2 separate regions of the Sus scrofa genome follow, and region 2 is linked to region 1. A link is a contact called in public Hi-C data. All regions are on one chromosome and are shown on one strand. Each heading gives the region's core, a stretch centred on a gene start, on an enhancer-like site or on the middle of the called end of the contact. The rest is flanking DNA. Distances are from core to core; before and after follow the strand shown.

Evidence for each region. A called contact is a pair of places that touch in the nucleus more often than the background predicts.
Region 2: a contact with region 1 is called in a Hi-C map of liver, with 5 times the contacts expected there. The contact joins the promoter of APIP here to the enhancer-like site in region 1. A contact is called at or near these places in 1 of 5 promoter capture datasets (liver), 6 of 47 Hi-C or Micro-C datasets (alveolar macrophages, blood, liver and 1 more) and 1 of 2 datasets of contacts at active chromatin or transcription factors (alveolar macrophages).

Annotation. Positions count from the first base shown.
Region 1 is chr2:26,032,233-26,037,901 of Sscrofa11.1, forward strand. All of the region lies in intron 9 of PDHX (pyruvate dehydrogenase protein X component, mitochondrial), which reads right to left. Among named protein-coding and RNA genes, the nearest start is that of MIR1343, 31 kb to the right of the region's middle. Within about 2 kb of position 3,174, at least 18 of the 83 cell types and tissues checked have an H3K27ac peak or open chromatin away from gene starts, as enhancers often do. A contact at or near this core is called in liver, where this site is marked.
Region 2 is chr2:26,092,572-26,098,240 of Sscrofa11.1, forward strand. It overlaps APIP (methylthioribulose-1-phosphate dehydratase), which reads left to right and starts at 2,449. Exons shown (of 8, transcript XM_003122870.3): 1 at 2,449-2,704. The coding sequence starts at 2,648. It overlaps PDHX (pyruvate dehydrogenase protein X component, mitochondrial), which reads right to left and starts at 2,324. Exons shown (of 13, transcript XM_003122869.4): 1 at 2,122-2,324. The coding sequence starts at 2,275.

The DNA.
Region 1 (5,669 bases), core at 1,924-4,423:
AAGGAAATTAAAAGAGCTGCTCCAGCGAACACATGAATAATAAGAAAGCAAAAACAACTTTATTACTGACATGAAGAAAGTTTTAGTGGTTTGTATAGATGATCAAATCAGCCACAATATTTCCTTAAACCAAAGCCCAATCTAGAGTAAGGTCCTAACTCTCTGTAATTCTACAAGGCTTGAGAGAGTTGAACAAGCTACGGAAGAAAAGTTTGAAACTAGCCGAGGTTGGATGATGAAGTTAAGGGAAGAAGCCATCTCCGTAACATAGAAGTGCAAACTGAAGCATCAAGTGCTGATACAGAAGCTGTAGCCAGTTATTTGGAGGATTCAGCTAGGATCATTAATGAAGGTGGCTACACTAACAGATTTTCACGTCGACAAAACAACCTTCCATTGAAAAAAGACGCCATTGGGAGCTCCCATTGTAGCTCAGCGGGTTACAAACCCAACTAGTATCCGTGAGGATGAGGTTTGATCCCTGGCCTTGCTCAGTGGGTTAAGGATCCAGCATTGCTGTGAGCTGCAGTGTAGGCCACAGAGGTGGCTTGGATCTGGTGTTGCTGTGGCTTTGGCATAGGCTAGCAGCTGCAGCTCCTGCTCAACCCCTAGCCTGGGAACTTCCACATGCCACAACTGTGGCCCTAAAAAGCAAAAAAAAAAGAAAGAAACAGAGAGAGAGAGAGAGGAAAAAAAGCAAGTAAGCAAGCAAGCAAGCAAGCAGCCATCTAGGATTTTCATAGCTGGAGAGGAGAAGTCAATGCCTAGCTTCAAAGCCTCAAAGGATAGGCTGACTCTTGTTAGGCAGTTGGTGATTTCTAAGTTGAAGCTGTGCTAATTTACTATTCTAAAAATCCTAGGGCCCTTAAGAATTACACTAAATCTACTCTGCCTGTGCTCTATAAATGGAACAACAAAGCTTTGATAACAGCATATCTTTTTACAACATGGTTTACTGAATATTTTAAGCTTGAGTTCCCATCATGGCTGAGTGTTAACAAACCCAACTAGGATCCACGAGGATGTGAGTTCGATCCCTGGCCTCACTCAGTGGGTCAAGGATCCAGTATTGTGTGAGCTGTGGTGTAGGTCGCAGCCAGGCTCAGATCTGGCGTTGCTGTGGCTGTGGCGCAGGATGGCAGCTGTACCTCTGATTCCACCCCTAGCCTGGGAGCATCCATATGCCACAGGTGCAGCCCTAGAAAGCAAAAAAAAAAAAAAAAAAAAAAAAATTAAGCCCATTGTTGAAGACCTACTGCTCAGGAAAAAAAAAAAGTTGCCTGTCAAAATATTACTGTTCATTGACAATGCACCTGGTCACCCAAAAACTCTGATGGAGATGTACAATAAGGTGAATGTCATTTTCATTCCTGGTAACAACCATTATACAGCCCTTGGATTAAGGAGTCACTCTGACTTTCAAGTTTATTATTTAAGAAATACATTTCATATAGCTATAGCTGCCATAGACAGTTATTCCTCTGATAGATCTGGGCAAAGTCAATTGAAAACCTTCCATAAAGGAGTCACTATTCTAGATGCCATTAAGAACATTTGCAATTGATAGAAAGAGGTCAAAATATCAACATTAATAGGAGCTTGGAAGTTGACTCCAGCCTCATGAATAACCTTGAGGGGTTCAAGACTTCAGTGGAGGAAGTAATTGCAGGTGTGGTAGAAACAGCAAGAGAGCTTGAATTAGAAGTGGAGCCTAAATGAATATGTGTCTGAATTACTGCAATTTCATGACAAAACTTGAAAGAATGAGGAGTTGCTCTTTATGGATGAGGAAAGTAGTTTCTTGAGATGGAATCTATTCTTGGTGTGAAGACTGTTGAAGTAACAACAGAGGATTTAGAATACTACATAAATTTAGTTGATCAAGCAGCAGCAGGGTTTGAGAAGACTGACCTCACTTTTGAAGGAAGTGTACTATGGGTATAGTGCTATCAAACAGCAGTGTTGCTGCAAAAATTGTTTGTGAAAGGAGCATCAATCAAGAAACTCCACTGTTGTCTTATTTTTTAAAAACTGCCACAGCCACCCTAACCTTCAGCTATCACCATCCTAATCAGTCAATTGCTATCAACGTCAAGCCAAGACCCTCCACCAGCAAAAACACTACAACTCACTGAAGACTCAGATGATGGTTAGCATTTTTAGCAATAAAATATTTTTAGTCATAATGTTATTGTACGCTAAATAGACTACAGTTTGATGAAACGTAACCTTTATATGACTGGGAATCAAAAAAAAAAAAAAAAAGGTGTACCTTGTTTTGGCAAAGGATTTGCTTTATTGTGATGGTCCAGAACTGAACCCGTTGAGTTCATTAAGAGTACAAAGATGTAAAAAGATGTAATATAAAAATACAGGAGTTCCCATCATGGCTCAGTGGTTAACAAATCTGACTAGGAACCATGAGGTTGCGGGTTCGATCCCTGGCCTTGCTCAGTGGGTTAAGGATCCAGCGTTGCTGTGAGCTGTGGTGTATAGGTCACAGATGCGGCTTAGATCCCGAGTTGCTGTGGAGTTGCTGTGGCTCTGGCGTAGGCTGGCTGCTGTAGCTCCGATTCGACCCCTAGCCTGGGAACCTCCATACGCCGCGGAAGCAGCCCAAGAAATGGCAAAAAGACAAAAAAAAAAAAAAAAAAAATACAAATCAAAGAAAGCTGGAATGTCTATACAAACATCAGCAAAAGTTTGAGGATAAAGAATATTATACCAGAACAGCCAGAACATTATATGATGGGTATAATTCATCAAGAAAATGTAAAAATCCTAAATGTGTATGTGCCTAATAACAGATCTTCCAAATACATGAAGCAAAAACTGATAAAACCAAGAAGAGAAACAGACAAATCTACAACCATAATTAAGGATTTTAATGCTACTCTTTTAAGAATAGAACAGAGAGATAGGAAAACAATAAAGGTATAGAAGATAAAAACAACACTATCAACCAACTTCACCTAACCAATATTTATAGAACTCGCTTCAAAAAGCAGAACATAACATTCTTTTCAAGTACACATGAAACATTCACCAAGATAGATCCTGTTATCCTGATAGAGAAAAACAAACCTGACTTCATGTTGGCTCTACTCCTTTAGCTCTTAACTTTGTGCTCTGCTGCCTGAGCTGAGTCATACTGGCTCTGCCCCTTTGTAAATGATTACCACCTACAGCCTGAAATATGCACAGTAGCTCTTACTAGAAGAGCTGCCTTCCAGGCCTGACCTTTAAGGGTGTGTACTTTCCCATTCATATAGAGATGAAAGCTGAAGAACAGAAAATAACAATGGCCTTGCTGGAGGTTTACAGGAACACTGTGACCACATCTACCTGGAGCCGTAAGAACAAAGGATTCCAGCACCAAGAGGTCTGCGATAACCAATCACACCCTTTACCCTTTTAGCACAAAAAGAAGCTTGAATTCTAACTCAGGTAAGATGGTTCTTTGGGACACGAGTCTGCCGTCTTCTCAGCCTGCTGGCTTCCAGATAAAGCTGCTACTATTTGCCTCAACACCTTGTCTGTTGAATTACTGGCCTGTCATGCAGGGAGGAGGATGAACCTGGACTCAATAACATTATGACTATCAAATAAAATCTCAAAGACTTTAAAAAAATTAAATCATACAAAGTGTGTTCTCTAAATACAATGGAGTTAAACTAGAAATTATAATAAAGATAACTGAAAAGTCCCTAAATATTTGGAAATTAAACTTATAATTCTAAATACATAATGCAATAAAAAAAAGAAATCCTAAGGAAAATTACAAAAATCCTGACTCAAATAGGAAGGAAAACAAAATATGTAAAAATTTATGGGATACAGCTAAAACACTACTTAAAGGGAACTTTAAAGTATATGCTTACATTAGAAAATAAAGTTTAAGTTCCCGTCGTGGCTCAGCAGTTAACGAATCTGACTAGGAACCATGAGGTTGCAGGTTCAATCCCTGGCCTTGCTCAGTGGGTTAAGGATCCGGTGTTGCTGTGAGCTGTGGTGTAGGCTGCAGATACAGCTCAGATCTGGTATTGCTGTGGCTCTGGCAATTAGACCCCTATCCTAGGAACATCCATAGCCAGGGGTGCAGCCCTAAAGAGGACAAAAAGACCAAAAAAAAAAAAAAAAAGAAAGAAAGAAAACAAAGTTTACTAGAATAAATAAAGTTTATTATTATATTGACATTAATTTTCACCTTAAGGAACTACAGGAAAAAAGAGCAAATTAAAGCCAAAGCAAATAGAAAGAAGGAAATAATAAAGTTAAGAGTGAAAATCAACAAAAACACAATTATAGAAGTAAGAAAAAGTTAGTAAAATCAAATACTGGGTCTTTGAAGATATCAATAACATTGATATCCTCGAGCAAGACTGATCAAGAAAGAAGACAGATTACTGACATAAAATATGGTAATCTCAGAGCTCCTGCTGTGGCACAACAGGATCTGTGACATCTTGGGAGTCCTAAGACACAGGTTCGATCCCTGGCCTGGCACAGTGGGTCAAAGATCTGACATTGCCACAGTTGTGGCTTAGGTAGAGAGTGTGGCTCAGATCTGATCCCTGGCCCATGAGCTAGCTCCATATGCAGCAGGGTGGCCAAAAATGGGAAAAAAACCCAAAAAACGGTAATCTCACTTCAGAATATAGTCATCCCTCACCAACATCATATGCTATCACTTACATGTGGAATCTAAAAAAGGGACACAGTGAACGTCTTTGCAGAACAGATACTGACTCACAGACTATGAAAAAATTATGGTTTCCAAATGAGACAGGTTGGGGGGTGGGGGGATGCGCTGGGGATTTGGGATGGAAATGCTATAAAATTGGGATGTGATGATCATTGTACAACTATAAATGTAATAAAATTCATTTAAAAAAGAGATTTTAGTCATCCCTTAGTATCTGAAACCTCTTGGATACCAAAATCCGAGGTGCTCAAGCCCCTTATGTGAAATAGTATAGTATTTGCATATAACTGATATACAGCCTCCCATATACTTTAAATCATCTCTAGAATATTTAGAGTACCTAATACAATGTAAATGCTATGTAAATAATTGGCAGTGCACAGCAAATTTAAGTTTTGGTTTTTAGAACTTTCTGGAATTTTATTTTTTTAATCTGTGGTTGGTTTAATTCACAGATGCAAAAGCAGTGGATATGAAGGGCTGACTGTATACAGAGATGTTAAAAGTATAATAAGGTTGGAGTTCCCATCGTGGCGCAGTGGTTAACGAATCCGACTAGGAACCATGAGGTTGAGGGTTCGATCCCTGCCCTTGCTCAGTGGGTTAACGATCTGGCGTTGCCGTGAGCTGTGGTGTAGATTGCAGACTCGGCTCGGATCTTGCGTTGCTGTGGCTCTGGCGTAGGCTGGCAGCTACAGCTCCGATTCGACCCCTAGCCGGGGAACCTCCATATGCCGCGGAAGTGGCCCAAGAAATGGCAAAAAAAAAAAAAAAAAAAAAAAAGACCAAAAAAAAAAAAAGTATAAGGTAATATTGTGACCAACTCTATGTCAATAAATTTGATATCTTAGGTGACATAACAAATTCCTTGAAGAACACAAAGTACCAAAGCGCATTTAAGAAGAAATAAATATCTACTTCAAAAATTTATTTACAAGGAGATCCTGCTGAATAGCATTGAGAA
Region 2 (5,669 bases), core at 1,199-3,698, 60 kb after region 1:
AACAACACACAGCCATCAGCTTATGGGGCAGAGAGAATAAAACGCCCCGCCTCCACCCCAGAGATGTAGTATGTCCTAACCCCAACCTATGAGTATGTTACAACGAGGGGGAATTAAGGTTAAAAAAGAAATTAAGACTGCTAAAGAGCTTCACCTTGAAATGGAGCAAGAATCCTGGATCATCCAGGTGGGCCCAATATAATCACCAGGGATTATATTGGGAGGGAGGCACTAGGAAACACACAGCTTCCTTGGTATTCCTCACAGATGATGTCCAGTTAGACAAGTTGTTCACGGTGTGTTATAGGGTAGGCAAAATGTCATGATGCATCAGTGAAGAATTGCCTAAGAGTTTCCAAAGGCAGCAGTCCTTAAATTGGGTCTCAGGAGAACCCCTGACACTGCATGCACATTTTGGAGTGTAACTACACTTTGCCCCTTTCTCTGTAGAGAGGGTCTAAAACAGTCAAAGATTCTCAAAAGGAACTGTTTTATAAATAAGATTAAGAACACTCTTCCCACAATATTTCTAACACTGAGCTCTTCCTACTCCATGATTTTCTCAGAGAGCAAGTCTCAAAGTGTACTCTATAAACACCAACATAAAACATCAAAATGCACCGAAGGTTGTTTGTAAAATGCAAATTGCTTAGCTCTACCCCAGACAGAATCTCTGGGAGCTGTAGAAAGTTCAATATTTAACAAACTGGAGGAAGGGAAGACAGTAAATTGTAAACACAGTTAAAAACAAACAAAACAAAACAAAAAAACCCACTGCTCCAAGAGGTATTTTTTAAACATTAAGTAGAAAAAATTGAAATAAACTGTTCTCATTACAGGATCATAAAATCTCAGCGCACTCATCATACCCTGTAACTTTGTGTAAATATTCTTCTGTTCTGAGCTTCAGAATATGTGGGCAATGCCTACTGCACCTAATTTTTCATATTACAATTCATCCTGCGGAGGAGTGACTAAAGACTGGCAGAAAATACATCACACTCAAAATCCGCCCCACCCCCATCCTCATGTAAAGAAAAATAATGCAGGGCACACTACAGTATATACCATTAAACACCGTAGGAATTGTGTTAGCTCTGTCAATATCACTACTTAAAGACAACTTTCAACAATAAGTTTTGTAAACAATGAAGAATTTCAATGGCAAATCCAGTTCTACAAGGGTTAAATCATAACCCACTGCAGTTGCCCAGCGACAGACAGTGCAACCTGAGAGGAATTCAGGATGAAGCACTGGGTGTTTTGGATAAAGAGGCCCTTAGATAATTCGAAACACATTTCAAGAAGAATTTTAATGATCCTGAATTCTTATATCTTCCCATTCATAGAAAAATACTAAAACCATTAACCTGAGATATCTGCTCTTTGTGATTAGCAGTAATCTTTTATCAACCTGTATGCCTAACCGCATTTATCTCCTAGCCAAAAAATTCACATACAATCTGGCTTCTCTACCTCTGCAGAGCGGCTGTCTCCCAGGCTAAAATCCTCACTCATATTCTGAATAAAACTTAAAACTCACAACACTTGGGCGGCCTGGCTTTAAGTCGACACTTCTTGGTAAGCTTCTCCCCCTAAATTTCCACTCTTTCAAGCCATGTTTCGCATAAAACATTTTTCCGGACCTATGCCTATGATGCCTAGACATTTACAAATTGAGTCCTTTACCAGTACTCGCGTGAGGCAACCCCGCTGGCCTCTAAGATCTTCCAGTAGACAAGGGTGAAAACAATGAATAAAAACCACTAACGTGACGTCTAAATCTCAGCAAACTTGGGCAACTTGACAACTCTAAAGGAAACTAACAATGACTAGGAAGGGGCTTGAGAGAGGCCGCACAACCCCAAATCCAAGGCAAGGTCACGGAGAAGCCATACCAACCAGGAGGCCAGGGAACGGAGTCAAATTCTCCTAGCTTCCAAAAAACCCTTTGCGGCATGCACGAGGCCAAGTCAGCAGAACCCTCCCCGAGACAAAGCCAAGGGAGCGGGGAGGCTCCGGGCACCTCCACACCCAGGTGCAGGCCCTTAATCAAAAAGCCCCTGCCCCAGGCCCGTTGCTCAGATGCACAGAGGAGCTGAGCGCGTCCCGGCCACTCACCCCAAAGAGACTGCGTGCTGTGATACCATCTCCAACTAGCTCCGCGGCCGAGAGACCATCCAGCAGCTCCCTTCACCAGCCCCGGGCAGTTGCCAAAGCCCAGGAGGCAACGCATCACCCGCGGGTCACAGCCTAGCCTCCAGGAGGCCGCCATCTTCCCAGCCTTCTCGCGGGCTGCCCTCAGCACAGCCTGTTCGCCCAGTCATCAAGGCCCTACAAGGCCCCGCCTCCCACCCCGTTGGACACGCCCCCTGGACGCCCGCGACTCGTAAACCGCAGGAATCAAGCAGCTCTTCTAGCTCCGCCTCCAAACTCGTTGGCCTCGCCTCCCGGTCATGAGGCTGCGCGGTTGGGCCTCCGGTCAGCGAGGCCCTCCCGGACCCGCCTTTCGTCTTGTCCGCCCCGCCTCCGGACTGCCCTCCACACCGCCTGATTGCATTTCTGGCCTCGCCGTGTTAGCCCCAACTGAGGGCCGGGAGCAAAGCCTTGCGAAGACCGGAGGGCGCGGGTACCTCTGCTCCCGGCCATGTCTGGCTGTCACGCTCCAGAGGGAGACTGTAGCTCGCGGCAATGCCTCGCGCAGGTAGGGGCGGGGCCGCCGGCGCCTTCTATTCCCTGGAAGCGAGGCGCCTGCGGGGCTCGGCGGCGGAAGCTAGGCGCGGGCGGGGTGGGGTTTCGGGCCGGACCCAACGGGACCCTCGCGCACCGCGGTTTCCGCTGCGGGTGCTGACCTAAGTCCCCGGCTCCCGCTGAGGTCTTTGCTCCACCGGCTGGGGTTCTCTGGAGACAGGAGCTGGGCACCAAACCTTGAATAAGGAAAAATAACGGAGGAGAGCGGTATTAAGTGTGTATTTCAAAGTAACTTCTCATGAAGACCGGGGAAACGTGAAGCCGCGGGTGAAACGGAGCTCAGACTATGAGCTCTTCTGCGCCCTGGCGACCAGCCTGACATTTGGCGCGTAGTAGGTACTTGGGAAACGTCCCCGAGCCGGATCTGTTCAGTAGCTGGCACTTTCTCTGCGCAAGTTGCTCTTTGCCTGCTTCTGTTTAGATTGGTTGTGGGATGATCTAGGAAGGATTTTTCCTTAAGCAGAAGTCACAGGAAGATTCCACCCTCGGGCTGCACATAACTTTTCATTCACTTCTGCATGCCAACAATTTATGGAACACCCATGTGCTCAGGGTGGTAATTAAGACAATGGCCTGGGTTCTGGAGGAGAGCTAGACCAGTAAACCATTACAAGTGAGAAGCGCTGCTGAAGAGACTGGGAATTCCCCCTCAAATCACGACCTGATTCTTTATTCCTCCTGTTATTCTTCCTTGGGGCAGAAGGTCCCAATTAAAAAGTAAAAGGTGGCAGATTTTATTAGGAAAAACTTATCAGCCAGTATTTCTGTGAATAAATGACTTTCCAGAGATGAGCAAAGTCACTTGTTTTCTTCCTCTCACTTATTACAATTTACGTATTTATTCCTCTTTTCACTGCCAACTAAAAATTGTCACCCACCCGCTGCCTCCACAAGGTTTAGGTCATTAGCCGCTGCAGTCAGCCGCTGACCTTCAGCACACTCTTGAAAGAAGGCCAGGGAGATCAGGAATGAGGCACTCTGTGTTCTGTGAAAAACTGGCAGACTAGGCCTTCTGATAGTTAGATATTTTCAGGAGATTTTATGACCCCAATTTCTTGTGTCTTCTCATATCTAGAAGAGCAGTAAGATCATTAATGGTGCCATCTGCTCCTCATGATTAGTGAAATCCTCTGCAGAAGCAGGTGCTTGATTTCAGGTATCCACCTTCCCCAAATCACATATATACTGAACTCCCCCCCCCCGCTTCTAGCAGTTCCTCCCTCGGCGCTGAGAGGCTGTCTCCCAGGCCTCATTTTGCCTCAAATAAAATTTAACTCATGACTCACACTGTGCCTTTTTTTTTCAGTCAACATCACTTTTTTAAAACTGCTTCCTAGAGTATAAATTCCTTCAGTGCGGAGACTTTGTCTTATTCATGGCTGAACTTCCAGGATGTGCTTGATGCATGGTAGGCACTCAAATATTTATGACCGCATCACTAACCACTTAGCTGCTCAGCCAACTGAAAACTTGGAATTCCTTGAAGCCTTCCTTTCCTTCAGTTTTCTTACCCAAAGTCCATCCTTTCTATTTAACTTTTTTTTTTTTTAGGGCTGCACACACTGCATGCATGGCATATGGAGATTCCAGGCTACGGGTCCAATCAGAACTACAGCTGCTGGCCCTACACCATAGCCACAGCAGCTGGGAATCTGAGCTGTGTCTGCGACCTACACCACAGCTCACGGCAACGCCAGGATGCTTAACCCATTGAACGAGGCCAGGGATCGAACCCGCAACCTCTTGGTCCTAGTCGGATTCACTTCCCCTGTGCCACGACGGGAACTCTGTCTATTTAACTTAATTATCTTCCAAATCCATCTCTGCCATCGCTCCCTTACAATTTCATTTTGAAGCTGTTTCCACAGCCTCTCTGATGGTCTGCTCCTTTCTTGATCATCACCCTTTAGCCTCTTCTCTCTACTGCCACGTAGAAATGTTTCAAAAATAAAATCTGATCGTGTCATCTTTTATTTAAAACTGCTCAGTGGTTATCAACCATCTAGAGCATAAAGTCCAAACTCCTGTGCATAGCATGGGCAATCCTTATAGTCTTTTCCCGTCCCCTCTCCATCTCACAGAACCTAATTCCAGTTCCAACTACTCAGAGTTCTGTCTGACGAAAATGCCCTTTCTCCTCTTCATCTACCTTCACACCTCATCTCCTTCATTAGAACTCAGCTCAGGGGAGTTCCTGTCATGGCTCAGCGGTAACGTACCAGACTAGTATCCATGAGGAAACGAGTTCGATCCCTGGGCTCGCTCAGAGGGTTAAGGATCCAGCGTTGCTGTGAGCTGTGGTATAGGTCATAGACGTGGCTCCGATCCCAGTTTGCTTTGACTGTGGCTGTGGTATAGGCCAGCAGCTACAGCTCCAATTCTACCCCTAGCCTGGAAACTTACATAATGCCACAGGTACGGCCCTAAAATGACAAAAAAACAAAAATTAAAAACTCAGCTCAGCATCCCTTCCTCTCTGAAGCCTTTCTAACTCCTGCTCCCTTACACCAGTAGCTTCTACTCCAATAATGCCCTGGACCATCATGTTTTCTACACTGCTTTGTCACTTCACAACTGTTAATAACTTCTTTACTAGAGTTAGAGCCCCCAAATGTAAAGATTTTATCTTACTCTTGTTTATTTCTTCAGGGCCATCAGTAAAGTTCTGCTGAATGAATGAATGAGGGCTATAGCATAAATACCCAAAAATCTACATAGAGCAAATGCCACGGTGCAGAGTTTGAGGAAGGAATGATCACTTCCTGCTGAAATGATAAGAGAAGGAATCCTAGGGGATGTGAATCAGAAGCCTGGTGTAAAGGCTCATGAGCAGGAGTTTGACCGCCAGAGCTGGGATGAATGGAGATCCCACATGAGCAATAACCGAGCAAAGAGAAAAAAGTGTGTTCTTGGCTGGC